3 separate regions of the Mus musculus genome follow, and all the other regions are linked to region 3. The links are chromatin contacts, called in public Hi-C and HiChIP or PLAC-seq maps. All regions are on one chromosome and are shown on one strand. Each heading gives the region's core, a stretch centred on a gene start, on an enhancer-like site or on the middle of the called end of the contact. The rest is flanking DNA. Distances are from core to core; before and after follow the strand shown.

Region 1 (2,902 bases), core at 7-2,506, 430 kb before region 3:
CATGGCCTCTGTATCAGCTCCTGCCTCCAGGTTCCTGCTCTGACTTCCTCTAATGATGAACAACGTTGCTGTGTAAGCCAAATAAATTTTTCCTTCTCAAGTTGCTTTGGGCTTGGTGTTTCATCATGTAATAGTAACTCTAACCAATACACCATTTATATCCAATGTAAATATTAAAGTTGCTAGGAGAGTAAATTTTCTGTTTTTACCACCATGAAATAGGTACAGAATATATATGCTGATGGTTTTGATTTAACCATATTTCAAATAAATCCTAAATATATGTATATGTGTCTATTAGTCATCATCCATATTAATACATATTTGAAAACATTTAGAAAATATATAATACCCTGTATATATAAATTTCCTGTCTAGAATCTGTCGACAGTGAATCTAAAGCTAACACTCTGAGCTTTTACTTATACTCTCTCATCCTCTTTGGGGGTGGTCAGGTTACTTATATTATGAATAATTGAAGATTTTTAAAGGGCTAATTATGTGGAATTTCCACCTGAGTTTTAAAGTCTTCCATTTTCCATTAGAATAAGGTACTAGGCTTCCAGGTGTAAATGTTCACTTGAGATTAATTGACAGTTAATCAGGTCTTCTAGTTTTCCTCCTTACCTATGGAGGACCATTACTGTATCCTTCATGCCTCCAGCTAATCTGCTTGGTTTAAGCAAGTTGTAATTGCTAAGAGGAATACCCAAAGAATAGAGCAGATAATTTAATAGGGGATGCTGGCCTAGTCAACAACAGGGAGTGTTAGCTGATGTTTGCTAAGTGGAGTTGGGAATGTGGACATCACTTTTTAGTACGTGAGATTCACATTTTTTTCTAGACTCTGAGCTACCAAAGTGTGGCCCTCATTTGGGGTAATCAATTTATGTGACTTGAAAAGTAGGGAGGAAAATGTTCCTAAAAAACAACATGAGAAATTTGGAGAAAGAAAGACACACCCAGCGGGTTGTGTTGTTATTTGATCTGAGCTTGCTTAGATTGGGTCACTGAAGTTTACAGGTGAGAGGAGGCCTGTTTTTTATGATAACATACAAGTGATGTGAAGGACCATACAAATAAACACTAGCCTAGAGGCAGAAGGACTATTTGAGAACCAGTGATGCAATCTGGGGGAACTGACTGAATCCTGGACGGTAGCCATGGCAACAGAAATCCAGGCATTCTTGAGTATGATGACATCATTTTGAGACTTCAGATCTGCTGTGTCTTTTGTCTGCCTGCCTGCCATTGCTCCTCCTTCTCTCCTTTCACCATTGTGTTCTTTAGAGACATCCTATAGCCCGGGCTGGCCTGGAATACATAGTTCTGCCTAAGCCTCCTGAGTGCTGGGGTTAGAGGCATGCATACCTGGATCTTTTATGTTTCCAGTGTATGTGTGTTTAACCAATGTCTAAAAAGCTGCTGATTGGGAGTCATAGACAATTCCAAATAGTAGTGATGTAGGCCACAAGACACAGCTATCTGCTGCATGAAATCTAGTTTCTACCTTAAATGACAATGAATTTAAGAAACTAAGTTCTCCAGACTAAGCATTTCTTTTTATGGCAATCACAATAAAAAGGAAGCAAGCAAACAAACCAAAAACCAAAATCAACAATAAAACCAAATCCAGTGATAGTTACATTAACTGTCACCTGACTGGATATGGAATAACCTAGGATACACACCTCTAGGTATACTAGTGAGACTGTTTCAAGAGGTATAGCTAAAGAAAAGATATGCCTTGACTATAGGCAGCATCATTCTGTGGCCCCGGGGGCCTAGACTGAATAGAATGGGAAAAGAGAGACAGGCAGCTCAGCAGCAGCACTTGGTCTCTGCTTCCTGGCTGCAGATGTGGTGTGACCAGCTGCTTCCCCCTTCTCCTCTAGAGACTGAGTTTCCCTTACCATCATGCTCTCCCTACTACTGTGGACTGACTGCACCTTCAAATAACAAACCAAAAGGAACTCTTACATAACTTGCTTTTGTTATGCATTTGTCATAACAAGGAGGAAAATAATTGGCACACACCTCATAGGTATAAGGAAACAGCGATCATTGTGAGGCAGGAATATTATTGGAAGTTCAAGGGCAGCGTAGTCTATGCAGTGAGACCATGCCTCAAAAACAAACAAAACAAAACAAAACAAAACAAAACAAAACAAAACCAAAAAATAGCCAGAAACCAAAACCCAGACCAGATCTAAACCAACAAATGAAACCTTTGCATTTCTCCTCTGTGAGGGCCACAGTGTTTTTGTGACTCTGCACACTATACAGTTGTACCCTGAGATCATGGGAAATGAGTTTAATTATATGCTAACAAAATGTGACATCAAGTTCAGAGATGCTAGTGAATCCACATTTCTTCTCTACTCATCTCCAGAACAAACCAGCCATTCTGAAAGTTCAAGCAAACTTATCCCAAGGGTCAATAATCCACTTTATGTTGATATAATTTAAAGAGATTTCAACTATAAGATAAAAGGGCAGAGTTAAGTGTCTGAAGCATCCCTTGTATCAGAAATCACCCTCAATCCTCAAAGATTAATTAAAGTAAATGAAAGACATTTTGGTTTATGTTCATGACATGGGAAGTCACCTTAGGTCAACTTCACTGCAGAGTCAGGATGTCTTGAAGCACACTTGTAGGTGGGTGGCTTACGGACAACATGCTGTGGTAGCTGGGGCTTTGTAAATGGCTTAAAGTCATGATGCTTTTGCAGCGTTTGCTGCTGCCCACACATGCACCATGAATCAAGAGACAAATACTGCATCTTCCAGGATGAATAGTAATGAATATTAATTACAAGGAAATAGAAGAACAGTGACTGCTCCACTTTTTCAACACCATGGTGCAAATTAGTCTCAGACACCTAGAAAAAAGAAATCACCT
Region 2 (3,064 bases), core at 297-2,796, 340 kb before region 3:
AGCCCAAGGTGTCTCTGCATATGTTTTAAAAGATGTATTTCCTTTCTGCTAGAGTATGTGTGCATGCTGGATAAGCCCCTTTGACAAAACATGGTATTCTGGATGAATCTGTCCATGCTCTGTTGAGCCCTTCATCTCCTGCCCCCTCCCTTAGACTTAGGTGTGGTACCGCTTAATAAATCTGAGAGCTTCCATTAGACAGTACGAAGAAACCTTAGATTTGAGAGTTAGGTACTTGACTATGAGACATTCTGTGTTGTTTCCCTTATTTCTTGGACAAGTAGCTGCAGGCTTTGCCCTTGCCAGTGGAAACTCTTGAATAGGCAGGAGGGTTAGGAGATGCAACACTATCTCCATTTTGTTTTGAGAAATCCAAGCTCTAGCACATGAATACCTACAATATAAAATATAAAGTTTTACACTTTAGAGAAATCAGTCTGTCTCTGTCTCCCTGTCTGTCTGTCTCCTTCTCTCCCTCCTCCCCTGTGTGTGTGTGTGTGTGTGTATGCGTGTGTGTGCATGTTCCTGTGTGTGAGAGCAGGCGCTTATACACCAGAGTGCACATGAGGGCGCCCTGAAGTACTGGCGCTTGCCTTCTACCTTGTTTAAAAGAGAGTCTCCAGGAAGCACCTAGTCTCACAGAGACTTGAAGTGCCAGGGTCCCATCTGCTCAGAGGAGAAAGAGAGGGGACTGGGGAAGGATTGTGGGAGTGGATGACCGGGAGTGGGGCAGTGAGTGGGATGTAAAGTGAATAAGTAAAAATAAATAAAAATAAGTAAATAAAAGAGGGTCTCCAGTTCTCTTCCTTCTGCATTCACCAGGCTGGCTGGTCTCCTAGCTTCTGGGGAGTCTCTGGTCTCTGCCTTCTGTATGGATGTGGAAGTACTGGGGTCACAGAATACCGTTTATCACATTTGCTTTACGTGTGTCCTGGGAATCAGAATTCAGACCCTCATATATTCAGGACAATCACGTTTCCCATTGAGCCAACTCCCCAGTCTAAGCTGAACATTTTCTTTACTTTTATCAGTCACCATAACAACTTACCAAAACACACATGAGATTCTATCAACCAAGTATTTCCTATAAAATAATCACATAGAACTGTAAAGTAAAAAGAATTTTTTTCCCTTGAAAAAATTCTTTTAATAGACACATCAATTTAAAGCAGGATTGCTTTTAATAGATGAGCTAATTTTAAAAACATGAATGTTGAGACATTTAACAATTTCAGTTAACTAAAAAATTATGAAGCATGAAGACAACTCCTAAAATGTTAGATAAAAATGGAATAATTTACATATATGTTATTTCCATCTTCATATTCCCATAAGCTTCTGCCAACAGTTTTCATGTAAATATACCTCATCTCCTATGATGCCACCATAATCATGCTATGCTACCTTTGTTTGGGGCTGGGAGGGTGCTCGTAACTAACCAGTCACTGACCCCTCAAAGTCTGCATTTGCTCAGATGCACAGCATGCAGGCACAGAGTGAGATCCTGCCAAGAACATGAAGAGGAACAAAATATGTCTTTTGCCTACCTCTTAGCACACGACTGTGTTAAATGCACTGAATATAGAGGCTGGGGGGATGGCTCCATGGATAAGAGTGCTTGTTGCACAAACAGGAGGACCTGAGTTTGAATCCCTGCCACCCATGCAAAAAGCCACACATGCACCTATGAGCCTAGTGGTGTGAGGGCTGGATTTTGGGGCATGCCAGTTGGTAGCCTAGCTCCGAGTTCAGTCAGAGTTCTTGTCTGAAGGATGTAAGGACAAGAGCCATAGGATAGGGCATTCAACATCCTTCTCTGGACACACATACCCACATACAAGCACACATACACACCCCCCCATACACACTCCTCATACTGAATATAAAAGCTATTTGAATGTACTTTATTGGGTCAAGGCAAACCTCTTCCGTCTTCCTCCCCTCAATAGCAGTCTGAAGTTAAATCTGAATATTTGGCTACATAAAAAAGACAAAGTACATTTTACAGATACACTAAAATTACCATAACAAACTCAAATTTCCTATATAGCTATCGCACACCATTTGAATAAAATATCTAAGAAATTAGTAGATAATTTAGTGAATTTCCATATTTCTAATTTAGTTAGAGCCTAAAGCTGGATTGGTGATGGGAAGAGAAAGGGTTCACAATGAATGCATTTTTCCCGAGTGTAGCATGTTCAGCCCCAGGCCTTCAGGCTGTGAGTAGAGCACTGTGTGAAAGGCAGCCACCCACAGGTGGTATTTCTAGAACAAAGCACTCAGATCTAGTGTCACTTAGCTGGGCAGTGGGGAATGACTTCATTTGACTTGGGTGTCTTACACACACACACACACACACACACACACACACACACACACACAATGCTTGCAATTGAAGGACTGCATTTAACCTGGAGTTCTCTGACAGGAGAGGGCTGTATTGACATATCTTTATACCTCTGAGATGAAGCCCTTATGTCTCTGCTACTTTATGGAGGCATGTATGCCTTTTGTCTAGTTCACAGGATGGGTTGACAGAGAATCAGTGCTCAACATTCACGCACCCAATGCTTATTGAGCACAAACACAAGATTTAAATGGTTTGCTTAAACTGAGTTTCTGTTCCACAAAGTCACTGGCAGGTGCATGAAAATTCATCCACACCTACATCAATCATTCTTAATACGGTCTGATGCTTTCCTTACAGTTTACGTACCATGGGGCTACACACTATACATTCATTAGTATAAGAGGATGGGACAAGGGCAGCAAACAGCTTTGCCTTCCAGCATGTCATTTCTTGAATGAATAACTAAGAGAGATTTCAGATAAGCATTAACTTGAAGCCACTTCATGGATGAAGGGCATAAATACAAATGAGAAACAGGTTCAAGAATCTTTAGCACCACCATCTTTTTATTTTGAAAGCCTTTTACACATAATATTTACAGTATCATCTGTCGTGAAGGAGGAAAAAAAGAGATACTTTCCTTGTCAAACAATAAATAGGAGGCCACGGCAAGATGTCTGGTCTGTTTTGGATTTCATTAAATAGACCATG
Region 3 (2,787 bases), core at 49-2,548:
TGAATTCTACCCCTTTGGGTCAACCATCTCCCTGACCTCAGCGGTTTAAAAACCACCACATAGAAACAAGCTGCGCACAGAAACGAGGTTGTGCCAGAAAGGAGCGGGAAGACTCCGGAGAAGAGATCCGGTATAGTTTAGCAGCTCTGGCTGAGCCAGAGTAGACTCGCGCCCTGGCGCAGTACCCTCTCCCAGGTCACCAGGCGTGGAATGAAAACCGCCTTTTCGCTCCAGAAAAGTGACCCCAAGAGTCGTCCCTCGCTGCAAGGTTGGCAGGGATCTGACTTAGCTTTCCTAAAAAAAAATTAAAACGGTATTGAAAGGCCCACAGAGGACCCAGCACACAGGAGCCCAGACAAACAGCTCTGGCGCTCCCTTCTTCGCTTTTGGATCCTGCCTATGAGAGAGAAAAAAGAAGCCCAAGGGATCCGGGTGAGCTGACAGGGGTGCTCTCTTGGCCACTGACCGCCTGCCCCTGTCTTTCCCAGGCGCTCGGGTGCCACCTCCGCATTCTCCACCCTTCGTCCCTGCGCTCCAACTCCTCACCAGACAGATATCCAGTTCCTGTTCCCCTAGATTGACAAAACCACCTCTCTTCGTCCCTCCTCAGTCCTTCCTTTAAACTCCACCAGCAAACAAATTTCCTACGGAGGCAGAAAACTTTTCCCCTTATTTCACCACCAGATAAGGCAAGAAACCGGGTCAGGTTCGCTGCTAGCCTCTCTGCACTGCGCGGTAGCGAGCAGCGCACGTCCTTACCTGGCAGCCGTGCTCCAGGTGGCTGTCCCACTCCAGTCCTCCGCGCCTCCCCGAATCTCCCGGACTGTCCAGTCCGCTCTACCGAACCTCGGTCTCTCGCAGCAGGGAGTTCGGAGACAGCGACTGTCCTCAGGTTCGCTCGTGCCTCGGAGCCGCCCTTGTCTGCATCGCCCGGCTTCTGGGTGCAAGCGCAGCTGCGGGCTCCTCCCGGCCGGTCGCGAGTGCGGGGCTCCCGGCTGCAGCCGACTTGGCCCGCGGTTGCGCTCCCGGGTCCGAGCGCGCTCCGCCCGCGGGCAGCTGCGGCCGCGCGTCACATGCCGCCTCTCGGCAGCAGCCGTGGCACCTGCCCGGGCGACCGCACTGGGGCTCGGTTAGTCCGCCCCCGCGTCCTGCGCGCCCCTGCCCACCCCAGCCCTCTCTGATCTCGCCTTAATTTTTTTTTTTTTTACCCTCCTGCTCTCTCACTTCTCATTCCTTTTCTCTGCCTCTTTGTATATGTTTTATTCTTTTCTCCAAAAGCAGACAGAAGGCGCTCCAAGTGGGAGGAGATCTGTCCCTCCTCATGAACTCTTCCTCTGCCTGGTGGTGGCGATCGTGGCTACTGCTGCCCTCGTCCTCCTCCCCTTCCTCCTCCTCCTAGTCCTTCTTCTTTCAGTGTAACTCACTAGCTGCCTGCTGGAGCCCTAAACCTGCTCTGTTTCTGAGCATGCCCAGTGGCACCGCGGGCTCCTCGCTTCTCCCCGCGTGCTGGCTTGGCTGTATTCTCCGCCTGGCAGGGGCGAGGGAAACCAGCCCAGGGAGATCCTGGGTACTTTTCGGATAGGATCGCTAGAGGCCGGGCACAGAACCTGGGCGAGGAGTTTCCACCCACCCAGCGTGGCCTCACGTGCTCCCTATTTGCGCTCAGTGTTTCAAGGGTTGATGTTGATCAGATGTTTCCGTGTTCCATTTGAAGTCTGAAGTGGGTTTCCTTCAATTGCTTAGAAGGGTATGAAGAATGCGATTTCTTGGACTGAACTTATGGACAAGTGAACCTCAGCTCCAGAAAATAAAGGAGCCGGCTGGCAACCTTTCTCAAGGGGACAGTATGGTGCGTGTACGATTTGAGATTTAAAGAGCGTTTGTTTATGCAGAGCGAAGTAGCAGAGGACAGGGCAGCTTTGCTCCCCAGAAGTTTACACTTTAGGAGAAATTAGAGAAGCACTGCTGAAAAGAACGCGTCTGCGTGCATATGCACATGTGTGCACACTTTTTTTTTTCAGCCAGGAAAATTAAACCACAGTCTCACTAGTCTCTCTCTCTCTCTCTCTCTCTCTCTCTCTCTCTCTCTCTCTCTCTCTCTCTCTCTCTCTCCCTCCCTCCCTCTCTCTCTCTCTCTACCTTCCTCTCCCTTCTTCCTTCCTTCCTCTCTTTGTTTCTTTTTCTTTATCCCTGACCCTTCCTGCTCTTCCTCTCTCTCTCCCTCCCTCTTTCCTTCTTTCCTTGTTTCTTGCTTCTCTAGCCCTCCTCTTCCCTGGGGTCTGCTTTGAACTCCCATCTTGATCTTTCTTCCCCCCTCTTCCCATGTGGTGGGATTTCTGGCAAACCTAGCCAGGCTTTTAAATTCATATACAACTCCAGAGGAATGTGAAGCTGGGAGAAAGGGGGATTACTTACTATAGACTAATGTCAAGTAACTAAATAAGGACAGAGTAGCGAGCTCTAACAAAGTACTAGATACTAAGGAGGCTGCTGCTGCAGCAGTATGTGGCTTTTCCTAAACACAGATAAAAATGATGATATAACATTCTTATAAAAGCACACGCCTGTAACCCTAGGATTTGGCAGTCTGCGACAGGATGGCCCATGAGTTCAAGTTTAGCTTGGGCCATACAGACAGCCTATCTCTAAATAAATAAATAAGAGTGGACCAATGCAACAGTGTCTTTGGGAAGAAGAGACAAGGGGGACTGCAAAGAAGGAAGAAAGGAGAGAGAGAGGTAAGGCTGAAGCAGGAGGTCAGAGGAATAAGAGAGAAGGAGTACAGGT

The links. Hi-C and Micro-C count contacts between places; a contact is called where the count stands out from the background. HiChIP or PLAC-seq counts read pairs in DNA pulled down with a chosen protein or histone mark.
Region 1: an H3K27ac HiChIP or PLAC-seq map of stem cell-derived neural progenitor cells shows a contact between it and region 3. The contact joins the enhancer-like site here to the promoter of Chrm3 in region 3. A contact is called at or near these places in 2 of 484 Hi-C or Micro-C datasets (bone marrow-derived macrophages and nephron progenitors), 7 of 115 datasets of contacts at active chromatin or transcription factors (a beta-TC-6 cell line, bone marrow-derived macrophages, heart atrium and 2 more) and 3 of 9 other capture datasets (adipose tissue, liver and pancreatic islet).
Region 2: a Hi-C map of cortical neurons shows a contact between it and region 3. The contact joins the enhancer-like site here to the promoter of Chrm3 in region 3. A contact is called at or near these places in 1 of 39 promoter capture datasets (embryonic stem cells), 2 of 484 Hi-C or Micro-C datasets (both in cortical neurons), 3 of 115 datasets of contacts at active chromatin or transcription factors (bone marrow-derived macrophages, neural progenitor cells and stem cell-derived neural progenitor cells) and 3 of 9 other capture datasets (adipose tissue, liver and pancreatic islet).

What each region holds. Positions count from the first base shown.
Region 1 is chr13:9,928,950-9,931,851 of GRCm38.p6, forward strand. All of the region lies in intron 4 of Chrm3 (cholinergic receptor, muscarinic 3, cardiac), which reads right to left. Among named protein-coding and RNA genes, the nearest start is that of Gm40665, 130 kb to the left of the region's middle. Within about 2 kb of position 1,257, at least 36 of the 459 cell types and tissues checked have an H3K27ac peak or open chromatin away from gene starts, as enhancers often do. A contact at or near this core is called in neural progenitor cells and stem cell-derived neural progenitor cells, where this site is marked.
Region 2 is chr13:10,021,060-10,024,123 of GRCm38.p6, forward strand. All of the region lies in intron 4 of Chrm3 (cholinergic receptor, muscarinic 3, cardiac), which reads right to left. Among named protein-coding and RNA genes, the nearest start is that of Gm40665, 230 kb to the left of the region's middle. Within about 2 kb of position 1,547, at least 2 of the 459 cell types and tissues checked have an H3K27ac peak or open chromatin away from gene starts, as enhancers often do. A contact at or near this core is called in cortical neurons, where this site is marked.
Region 3 is chr13:10,359,505-10,362,291 of GRCm38.p6, forward strand. Chrm3 (cholinergic receptor, muscarinic 3, cardiac) reads right to left here and starts at 1,299. Exons shown (of 5, transcript NM_033269.4): 1 at 760-1,299. Gm26861 (a long non-coding RNA gene) reads left to right here. Exons shown (of 7, transcript XR_001780860.2): 1 at 1-432.